2 separate regions of the Mus musculus genome follow, and region 1 is linked to region 2. The links are chromatin contacts, called in public HiChIP or PLAC-seq maps. All regions are on one chromosome and are shown on one strand. The core of a region is the stretch at or near the end of the contact, and the rest is flanking DNA. Distances in the headings are between cores, read along the strand shown.

Region 1 (5,182 bases), core at 283-2,782, 44 kb after region 2:
TATGACAGACACACACATTCGATCTCTCCCTCTCCCTCTCTCTCTCTCTCTCTCTCTCTCTCTCTGATCATCTCAGAGCCGTCAGTCATAGGTTTCCATGTTTCCATAGTAAAAGACTTTGCTCTTTTCCCTTCACCCTTCCATCGTTTCAATTCTCAGCTGTGTCTGCCTACAGCTCTTTCAAGACCCGCTCTTGGGCCTCTGGAACCATTTTTCTGAAAGCACCAAGATTTGGGAGAGCCTGACAGATTAGGAAACTCGGCTCCTGGTCTCTAGTTAACATAGCTTATACTCCAGATCCCCCAAAGGAACCAGGTAGATGCCAAGACTTTATCTGAACAACACACCCTGGCTCACTTCTTCTGCCTTCATGTTCCGCATCCCTAAGCCTTTACTAGGTTGTCCTAGGAACTCTTCTATAATAACCATGCACATAGAAATTCTCATAGCAGGTGTGTCTGGAGAGATGACCCAAGATGCTCAATATTCCATGGTACAGAATGTTCAGAACACGCCGTGATTTACCATCCTGTGAATGCTTTGTTCCCTTGTTTCTGACTTGTCCTATCCTGGAGCATGCTGGGCGTACCTCTGCACATGGTCATATTTTTTAAAAAGTCCTTAATTGCATCCCATCTTGACCATTCTAAGAGTTGTATTGCCAAAAGTCATGTCTGGCTTTCTGCTGTCATAGTTTCAAAATAAGAATGTAAACACGGCTGCAAGGAACCCACTACCTTTATTAGCTATGGTGAAGATAAATGACTCAGTGTGCTTTGTTTCTTTTTCCTGGAGTGAAGATCAAAAAAGTCCAACCCACACAGCTTCCTGAACCACCCTGATCTCAGATTCCTAGGTAATCAATGGTTATCATACACTCCAGACTCAACAGACCAGATCCTGCTGGGGTGGGTTGGCACACATGTGCCAGTGCATATGCGCATGTGTGGAATCCAGAGGACCACTCCGGATGTCTTTCATAGGGATGCCATTCATTGTGTGCCTTTTTGTTGAATCTGTGACAGGACTTCTCAATGGCATAGGGTTCACCAACTAAGCTAGGCTAGTTAGCTAGTGAGCCCCAGAGATTGGCTGTCTCTTCCCCAATGGTTGGGATTCTGAACACACAGTGAACCAGGGCATCAGGCTTTCAGGTCAAGCACTCGCCAATGTAGCCACCTCCAAGACCCTGAAAAGGTACAGTGTTTACTTTTGAAATGAGGAATGGAGATATGTAGCAATCAACTGAAAAACTTTTGAAAAGTTTCTCTTTGTTTCTGTCTTGCCTCCAGGCTTCCTGCCCCCAGGTCTCTTTGAGCTGAATCTAATGCAGTTAATGGGCCTTGTACTTCCCTTCTTATGGGTAGATGCACGTGACAAGCCTTCTCTGACTACAGATTTCCACTTGCCGAATAGTTTCTAAATGAAGCTTCAGGGTTGCAACATCTTTGCCTGCATTGAATGTCTGGGGGAGAGGTTCCACCTCATTGAGGCAGGCAATGAATGCAGACGGCCCACTTATAACACAGAGCATCTCATGAGAAAAGAGGTGTGGCCATTGCTCTCCCTGACTCACATGACAGCTTATCTGGGAGACAGACTCTGAGGAAGCATTACAAACCTGACGGTGATGCCACAACCCTGGGCCCAGCTGAGGACAGATAGAGACAGAATTTCCTCTGTGTACTTTGCACAGCTTTTCTCTTCTCCAATAATGGTTGGCAAAGACTAAAACCGGTTGACTGACCGACGTGTCTCAGGGTTTCATAGGAGTTCATCCCTTCCTATAATGGAAAGAAAAGGTTCAATTAGTTCCTAGGACTTCATATCCTCTAGTTTAATAGAAACTGGGTCAAGACATCCAGGAAAAGAATAATTTTAAATTATCTCCAGAGAAATATTACAGGGACGTGTGTGTGTGTGTGTGTGTGTGTGTGTGTGTGTGTGTGTGTGTGTGTGCGCATGTGTGTTCATGCGTGTGTACTCAGAGGCCAGAGAACACCCAGGGTATCGTCTATACAGGAAGGCCTCCACTTCCTTTGACCTGAAGCTCATCAGCTGGGCTAGACTGAGTGACAGTGACCGCCAGGATCCTCTCTGCCTCTCTGGTCCTGAATCCGAAGCATCCATGGCCAGCGTTTTCACATCTGTTCTGGAGATCATACCCGGGCCTTTGTGCTTCCTGGAGACTCACTTTACAGACTGAGGATCCCTCTCCAGCTCCAGCCTCAACATCAGAGTCTCGGTACTGAGAATGGGAGCCAAACTGAGCTCATACATAGACCCTGAACTCTCAAATTCAGAAGAGAACTCAAGATTGAGTCACGATGGCAGGCAGTAAAGGACCAGATTTTTTTCTAAGCTTATGTGGCCCACTCCAAAACAGCTCATTACTAGCAAGTCAGAGGCTGCAGCTTGCTTCCCTGACTTCTGGCCCGGGGCTCTTTCCATTAAAACACCAAAGCCAATGTTATTAGAAACTCAGAGCATACAGGAGACAATAAACTAAATGTCAAGGCCGCCCTGAGATCCTTGCCAACAGCTTCCTTAGTTATGATGCTGCTGCTGATTGACAACTATGGTCAGATTGTTAAACCTGGACACCCTTAAGAAGAACAAGCAGGGACACAGTCGCATCACGTTAGCATCGCAGCAACCCAAACCATCACTCTGGGAGCATCATTAGCACGGCTGATGTAAAGAACACAGAGTTCTCTACTCCCAAGTATGCCTGTACTGGCTCAGGGCAAAGCGCCCCATCAATCACCATTGTAACAGCCCTGGCAGGACATAGGACAGTTTGAACAGTTCTCCTCCATTCAGGTATCAGATTGTTGAAACAATGGATTCTAAGAATGGTACATTGTTACATTTCTCCACAGCCTCATGCTGCAATAAGGAATAGCCTGGGCCCTGGTACTAGCCATAGAGGGAGATTGTCACCCAGAAAGAGGTGTCATAGTCCTGACAACTTGCCAGAACACCTTGCAGGAGAAACCAGGAAGCACAATCCTGATCGGTCCATATGGGCAGAACCCCGCCTGGCCAGGACTGCATGTTCTTGCCCTCTGTTGAGACCTAAACATCAGGTCAGGACCTCAGGCTCATTTTTTTGTTCTTCTTTTTGGTTTAGTCACACTGAATAAGTCCATTTTCTCTGCTTTTTGATAGCATTTATCTCTTTAACTGGCCCACTAAGGATGGGTGACTGAGCCCAGCCTGTTAGGGCTAACAATTGTTAGACACTAACAATTCTCATAGCTATCATTATGTTTGGCCTGGCCAAATTCTGGATACTAAACTAAACTAAACAATGAATTACTATCTGACCTGTGGCTTAGTATATAAAGTGCTCACTGAACAAGCATGTGGGGGGGGGGGGGGCAGTGTGCTGAGTTCAATCCCATCACACACCTAAAAAGTCAGGAAGGGGTTCATGCATGCAGTCCCAGTTCTGAGGAAGCAGAAATAGGTGGATCCCTGGACAACCTAGCTATTCCCCCAAACTGCCTTGGCTGCCGCCCTATTCCTCTCACCAGGCTGAACACTTCATCTCCTTTCTCTCTTATTTTTTTCTTCTCGCTCCGGTCCAAAGATTTAAAAGTACACTGTAGCTGTCTTCAGACACACCAGAAGAGGGCATCAGATCTCATTACAGACATTGTGAGCCACCATGTGGTTGCTGGGATTTGAACTCAGGACCTTTGGAAGAGCAGTCAGTGCTCTTAACCACTGAGCTATCTCTCCAGCCCCTCTTTTCTCTTTCCCTTTTTCTTCTCTACACCAGCGGCCAAAATGGAAGAATGCAGTGCAATCCCAGCTCAGGCCATAGAACATCCCTCACAGGCTGGCTGCTGGCTGACACTATCATTTGGCTTAGACCCAATCCAGCCCCCTTTGGGTACCTGGGCACCGCATCCTGCTGTCCACAGTGACAAGACTGCTGACTTTAACAAAATGTATACCTGCCCCACTAGATACCTAGTACCGCCAAGAGCGACTGCCTAATTAATGGTGCTTTCTAAGACTACCTTGGTCTTCTAGAAAAGACAGCAAATTTCTTTTCTAGCTTTGCATCGGAATCCCAGCTTAAACAGCAAGTAGACAGAAGGAAACCTGAAGTTCAGGTCTCTTTCAAAAGATGAAAGATTTATGATTTAAAAATTGCACCACAGATGTAAATATCCACACTGTAAATGATCCTAAGGAATTTACAGAAGGCATAAGTGACCTCTAACTGAGGAGCTCTTGGGAGTTGGTGGCTGGTATGGGTCAGGGGTCATTTATCTTCAGAGATATGTTGTCTGTGATTCAGTAAATAACCTTGAGCACAGTACATACCAACAGCCCTAGTTAAACTCAGTGAATTATAAAAAGGAGGAAAAAGACAAGAAAGGGGAAAGAGGGCAAACATTTTAGGCAGAAAAAGACTCAAATCCCCAAACTGGGATGAAGATAAGTGGGAAATGGCCATCAACGTCATCCCAATAAACCACATATAGATATATGGAGATACCAGCCGACTTCTACAAAGCTAAATGACCTCTTCTAATAGGACACCATGTGACTTTTATCCTGTGCATTGTAGAAGAGATAGAAAGATGATATCCTACTACACAGCAATATGTTCTCCAGATATTTTCATATATGTGTTAGTTTCACTATAATTATAACATCATTTTCCATACTATAATCACTTTTTTCAGGGACTAGGAAAAAAAAATGAAATCCCCCTGTCCCCTGCCTCCCAAGGACTGGAATTACAAAGACGCACTGCCATATCTAGCTGTATTTTGTTATTGTGTTTGTTTGTTTGTTTGTCTGTTGAGACAGAGTCTCACTATGTAATCCTAGCTATCCTAGAACTCACTTCATGGACCAGACTGAAGTTGAATTCTGCCTCTGCCTCTGCCTCTGCCTCTGCCTCTGCCTCTGCCTCTGCCTCTGCCTCTGCCTCTGCCTCTGCCTCTGCCTCTGCCTCTGCCTCTGCCTCTGCCTCTGCCTCTGCCTCTGCCTCTGCCTCTGCCTCTGCCTCTGCCTCTGCCTCTGCCTGAGTGCTGGGATTAAAGGAGTGCACCACCACACCTGGCCTTTTGTAGCATATTTTATAACTCAGTCCACATCAAGAACCATTTGAGTTGTTTCAAATGTATTGATACTATATTTGTAAACCCAGCCCTTC
Region 2 (4,700 bases), core at 1,516-4,015:
CTGGTCTAAGATCGTCCTGCCATGGATGTTGCTCAGGTATTTAATAAATGCCTAACATTATTCTAGACACTCCTTTAGGATATGAGAAAATGGGTCTTGGAGCTTGTGCGATGGCCTAGCAGGAGAAGGTTTGCTGCCAGACTTGGTAATTTGAGTCCCATCTCTGGAGCCCATCAGGCAGAAAGAGAGAACTGAGTCCCAACAGTTGTCTTTTGACCCCCCCCACACACACACACACACACTCATGTCCCACACTCATGCATGACATGTGCACACACATACACACAGATACATGTGCAAAATAAATGCATTAAGACATTGTTTTTAAAAAGGAAGCCAAGTGTGGTCTCAAGCAGCAAAAAGTCAGACAGTGGGCCAAAGCAAGCACCAGGCAGTTTTGGAAAGTCTTGCTTGGTCTCCAGACTTTCTCAATCCTGGCTGTATTTTTTTAAGTAAAGCATGCCCATTACTGTCAGGAAAGAGCTCACGGAGGGACCCACGGTTACAACAGTCCCGAGGATGGACGGACTTCCTGGAGTTATATTCTTTCAATTTTATACAAATTTCCAGAAGCCTCTACATATTCGTCACCACTGAGGACCCCTGACATTTATTCACAGTGGATGAAACGACACCGTGCTCTGAGAAGCCGCAGCAGACAGATGTTAGCGGTCGGGCATATTCAGGAAAGGAGCTTCTCTGGGTCGAGTCAAAACGTGGTTTGAGTGCTGGTGGGAACGTGGCCATCTGCGGGCCTGCACACTGTAAGCAGAGTCCACCCACTCCGAGGGCAACGGTCCATGAGGGAGGAAAGCACAAGCCATCTGTGGGGTCTCAGGAGACAAAACAGGAATGTCCTGGGAGCTCCAGGCCATGGTGGCACTCCTACCAACCAGAGACGGCTAGCACTGCACACCACAGCTTCCCTGCAGCCTTGGTTCTGAAAACACCACACACTCACTTTGCCCTGAGCACGCTACAGTTCAGGATGCTGGCGAATGGTACCTGAAGCACCTCACCTCAGATTCTGACCACTGTATGCTACAAATTGTAGTGGTTTTACATACACACAAGGTTATCTGCTTTTATAGAAATATAATGAATGGTTCGATTGTTTAACTAACATAAAAACTGTAAATATTTTCTTGTTGTCATCACTTGGCATTTAAGTATCAAATTTATATATATGGAGAATGTATGGTATGAAAATGTTTATTTTCTTTTTTTATTAAAGATTTGTTTTTAACTATAGGCACATACGGCTGTGTGCAGATATGGATGCAGTGCCTGCAGAAGCCAGAAGAGGGCGTTGGATCTTCTGGAGCTGGACTTACAGAAAGGAAGCTGTAAATCCTCTGACTTGGGTACTGGGAACTAAACTCAGGTCCTAGCCAAGTGCTCTTAGCCACTGAGCCATCTTGCAAGCTCCCAAACATTTTCTTTCATTTTTTTTATTAAGCAATGTTTATTAGATATTTTCTTCATTTACATTTCAAATGCTATCCTGAAAGTCCCCTATACCCTCCCCCTACCCTGCTCCCCTACCCACCCCCTCCCGCTTCCTGGCCCCGGCATTCCCCTATACTGGGGCATAGAATCTGCTTCCAAACATTTCCAAAATTTACTACTTGAAATGCTGAATTGAGCGTTTGGATGTTATTAATCGCTAAATGAATTTGGCTTGGTATTGGGACAGACTTTCCAACAGTTTTTAAGGCAGTACTAAATACGCGGCCATCTTGAAACTACACATCTGTGAAAAGTGGCATGTGCTTACAAAGCCAAGATACCCATTCAAAATTAAAGATAATTTGGGAGCACAGGCAGGTGGATCTCTGTGAGTCTGAGGCCAGCCTGGTCTACACAGTGAATTTCAGGACAACCAACGCTATTAAAATAAAATAAAATAAAATAAAATAAAATAAAATAAAGTAAAATAAAATAAAATGGATACTCACTGACTATAAAAGTGTTGATGATGTTGGGTCCTGCAGTATTCAATATTTAGCAGAGATTTACATGCATAATAAGCAAACACATCTGTCTTGTTAGTGTCCAGTCATATTGACCATTAATAAATAGTGGAATTGCATATACAGCAAAGAACTGTTTTAAAATAAATTTACTTATGATTTATTATCAGTAAATATTAGATCAGTATATCATATATGTATATATAATGTGTGATTGATGAGATATACACATATAAACGATAAACATATATTTAATATCATACACACACACACACACACACACACACGTATACACACCAGGGCTGTGTTAGTTTTTCTCAGCAAATGGAAGGGGTCCTGAGAGAGAAAGAAGTAATGATCTAACTGATTGTCATGAGTCCATGGTGTTTCCTTGGCAATGATTTGTTTCCAAACCTAACCATCCTGAGAACCACTTAAAGTTGTTTTCTGACCTCCACCCATGAGCCATGGTACACAAGTACCTGTGCCCACATCTCTGAGTACACACACACAGACACTTTTAATGAATAAAAGAAAAAATAGTGTTGATAAGAAATAAAATTTTAAAGTATTTTAAAAGATGCTTACATTATCTTTCAACTTTTTAGTATGTTTGATAAATATAAATATTGTAGATCAGGCTTCAGGCAGAACACAGTGCCAGGAAAAAAAAAATTTTACTTACTGCCTCAGGAATGCTTGGAACCTCCCAGAATTTCAGGGGTGTGCTCTTCAGCTATGCTCTTGAGCATTTCTTAGAGGGGTCTGAAAACTTTAGTGAACACCATAGAATGCCCAGTGCCTGTGAGATCCTGAGTATGTGTACTCGATAAAAAGTCGTACAGAGCTTTCAGGAAGTCTGCAGTCTGGGGAACAAGTGGATTTCCTGCACACTCTCTAACAAAACTTCCGTTGGTGTCTGACTGGCTATTCCCTCTGTTTAAAGAACTTGCTCAGATTCAGGTGCTCTGAGCCCCGCTTCCACTTCCAGATGAGTCATGGGGAAAGAAGTCGGGGCCACTCAGGCCCAGTCACTATTTAGTCTGAAAACAGACCAAGAGTTGGAGTTGCCTAAAGCCACCGAAGAAAACAACTGTCGGGAAGAATTTGCAGACTTCTCCTTAACTGTCTCAGCTCCTTCCCTTCCTGCTTGGCTCTCTCACGAGAGGCCACAATGCTTGGAGCTGCAGCACCTGTCATTACCTGTGATGGATGAAAATGGCCAACACACTCAAGAAGATGGAGAAGAAAGAAGGGGCCATGGTTGGAATTGGGGCTGGACTCCTCTTGGAAGTTCCTGAACTCCAGAGCAGGGTGTTTATTGTAGGGCGGTAACTAACACATAAGACTTCCCGTCAGCCTCTGATGGGCATGCTATCACTTCTATTCTTTGACCCAGCAGTCGCATCCAGACATTTGTCACAAGGATATAGCTAAACATTTGCTCAGTGACTCAGCTGTGGCTGTAAGTTGCATAGGTGTTGTCCTCAATAGTAAAGATAAATTCTAAGCCAACTCAAATATCCAATAATAGAATGTAGGTTAAATTACACAGCTGGACAGAACACTGCAAGTCAGGTATTTTACATAATGGTATAGACCATACACGATGCCATGGAATGAAGCCAAGCGTACGTTGTTAGGTATACAAATCATAAAACAGGGTATACATTGTAGTCCCCTGTGCACAAAGAGAGAAAGAGATAAGAAAAAGGGTTGCATGCAGAAAATCCTGATAGCAATTATCAATGGATGATGACATTAAACAAATTTCCTACATTTTTATTTCCATTCATTTGCATATTCTGATTTTCCTGCACATGCTTCCGGGCTTGCTTTCCACGGACCATAGAGGAGTGCTGGACCTAGGTCAATGTTCAGCTAAGCCAGAGCTAATAGCATAAGCTTGTGCTTACAGCTAACTTCTTGGAGGATTAGAGAGATGAGGATAATCCACTCCTAGACAACTTGAGTCATCTCTTGTATCTTGAGAGCTATGGGCTAAGGAGACAGGCATTGAGTAAAAGGTGCATGCCTTCAAAAGCTGAAGACCTGAGAGCAATATCCAGACCCCACATGCATAGGGGGATGAAGGAAGCGATGCACACAAGTTGTCCTCTGATGTCCACACAGCAGGCATGACATTGAGTGCACGCACACACACACACACACACACACACACACACACACACACACACACACACACACTAAACAATAGCCATGCCTTTCCCAGATTTTCCAAGCACACACTCCTTTCTAGAAGTCTGGGTTGAGCAGGAAAGAAGGCTCAGCAGTTAAGAGCACTGACTGCTCTTTCAGAGAACCAAGGGTTGACTCCCACAAGGTCCAGGGGATTTGGTATCCTCTTCTGGCATGTTCTGGCATTCTGGCATTTGTGGGTACTACATACAGGTACTCCACAGACATACATGTAATCAAAACAGCTATACTCATGATGTGATAGATAGATAGATAGATAGATCCTTTTTTTTTTAAAGATTTATTTATTTATTATATGTAAGTACACTGTAGCTGTCTTCAGACACACCAGAAGAGGGAGTCAGATCTTATTACGGATGGTTGTGAGCCACCATGTGGTTGCTGGGATTTGAACTCTGGACCTTCGGAAGAGCAGTCGGGTGCTCTTACCCACTGAGCCATCTCACCAGCCCGATAGATCCTTTTAAATATTAAAATAGGAGCATGGGTTGCAGAACCCACCTCACC

The links. HiChIP or PLAC-seq counts read pairs in DNA pulled down with a chosen protein or histone mark.
Region 1: an H3K27ac HiChIP or PLAC-seq map of microglia shows a contact between it and region 2, with 3 times the contacts expected there. The contact joins the enhancer-like site here to the promoter of 8030442B05Rik in region 2. A contact is called at or near these places in 1 of 15 datasets of contacts at CTCF or cohesin (CD8 T cells), 9 of 484 Hi-C or Micro-C datasets (CD4 T cells, LSK cells, bone marrow-derived macrophages and 4 more) and 6 of 115 datasets of contacts at active chromatin or transcription factors (the HPC-7 cell line, embryonic stem cells, extraembryonic endoderm stem cells and 3 more).

Annotation. Positions count from the first base shown.
Region 1 is chr2:11,440,594-11,445,775 of GRCm38.p6, forward strand. Gm31990 (a long non-coding RNA gene) reads right to left here. Exons shown (of 3, transcript XR_865971.1): 2 at 1,622-1,784. Among named protein-coding and RNA genes, the nearest start is that of Gm31990, 4.3 kb to the right of the region's middle. Within about 2 kb of position 1,533, at least 64 of the 459 cell types and tissues checked have an H3K27ac peak or open chromatin away from gene starts, as enhancers often do. A contact at or near this core is called in the HPC-7 cell line, LSK cells, bone marrow-derived macrophages and 2 more, where this site is marked.
Region 2 is chr2:11,395,735-11,400,434 of GRCm38.p6, forward strand. It overlaps 8030442B05Rik (RIKEN cDNA 8030442B05 gene), which reads right to left and starts at 2,766. Exons shown (of 3, transcript NR_040615.1): 1 at 2,659-2,766.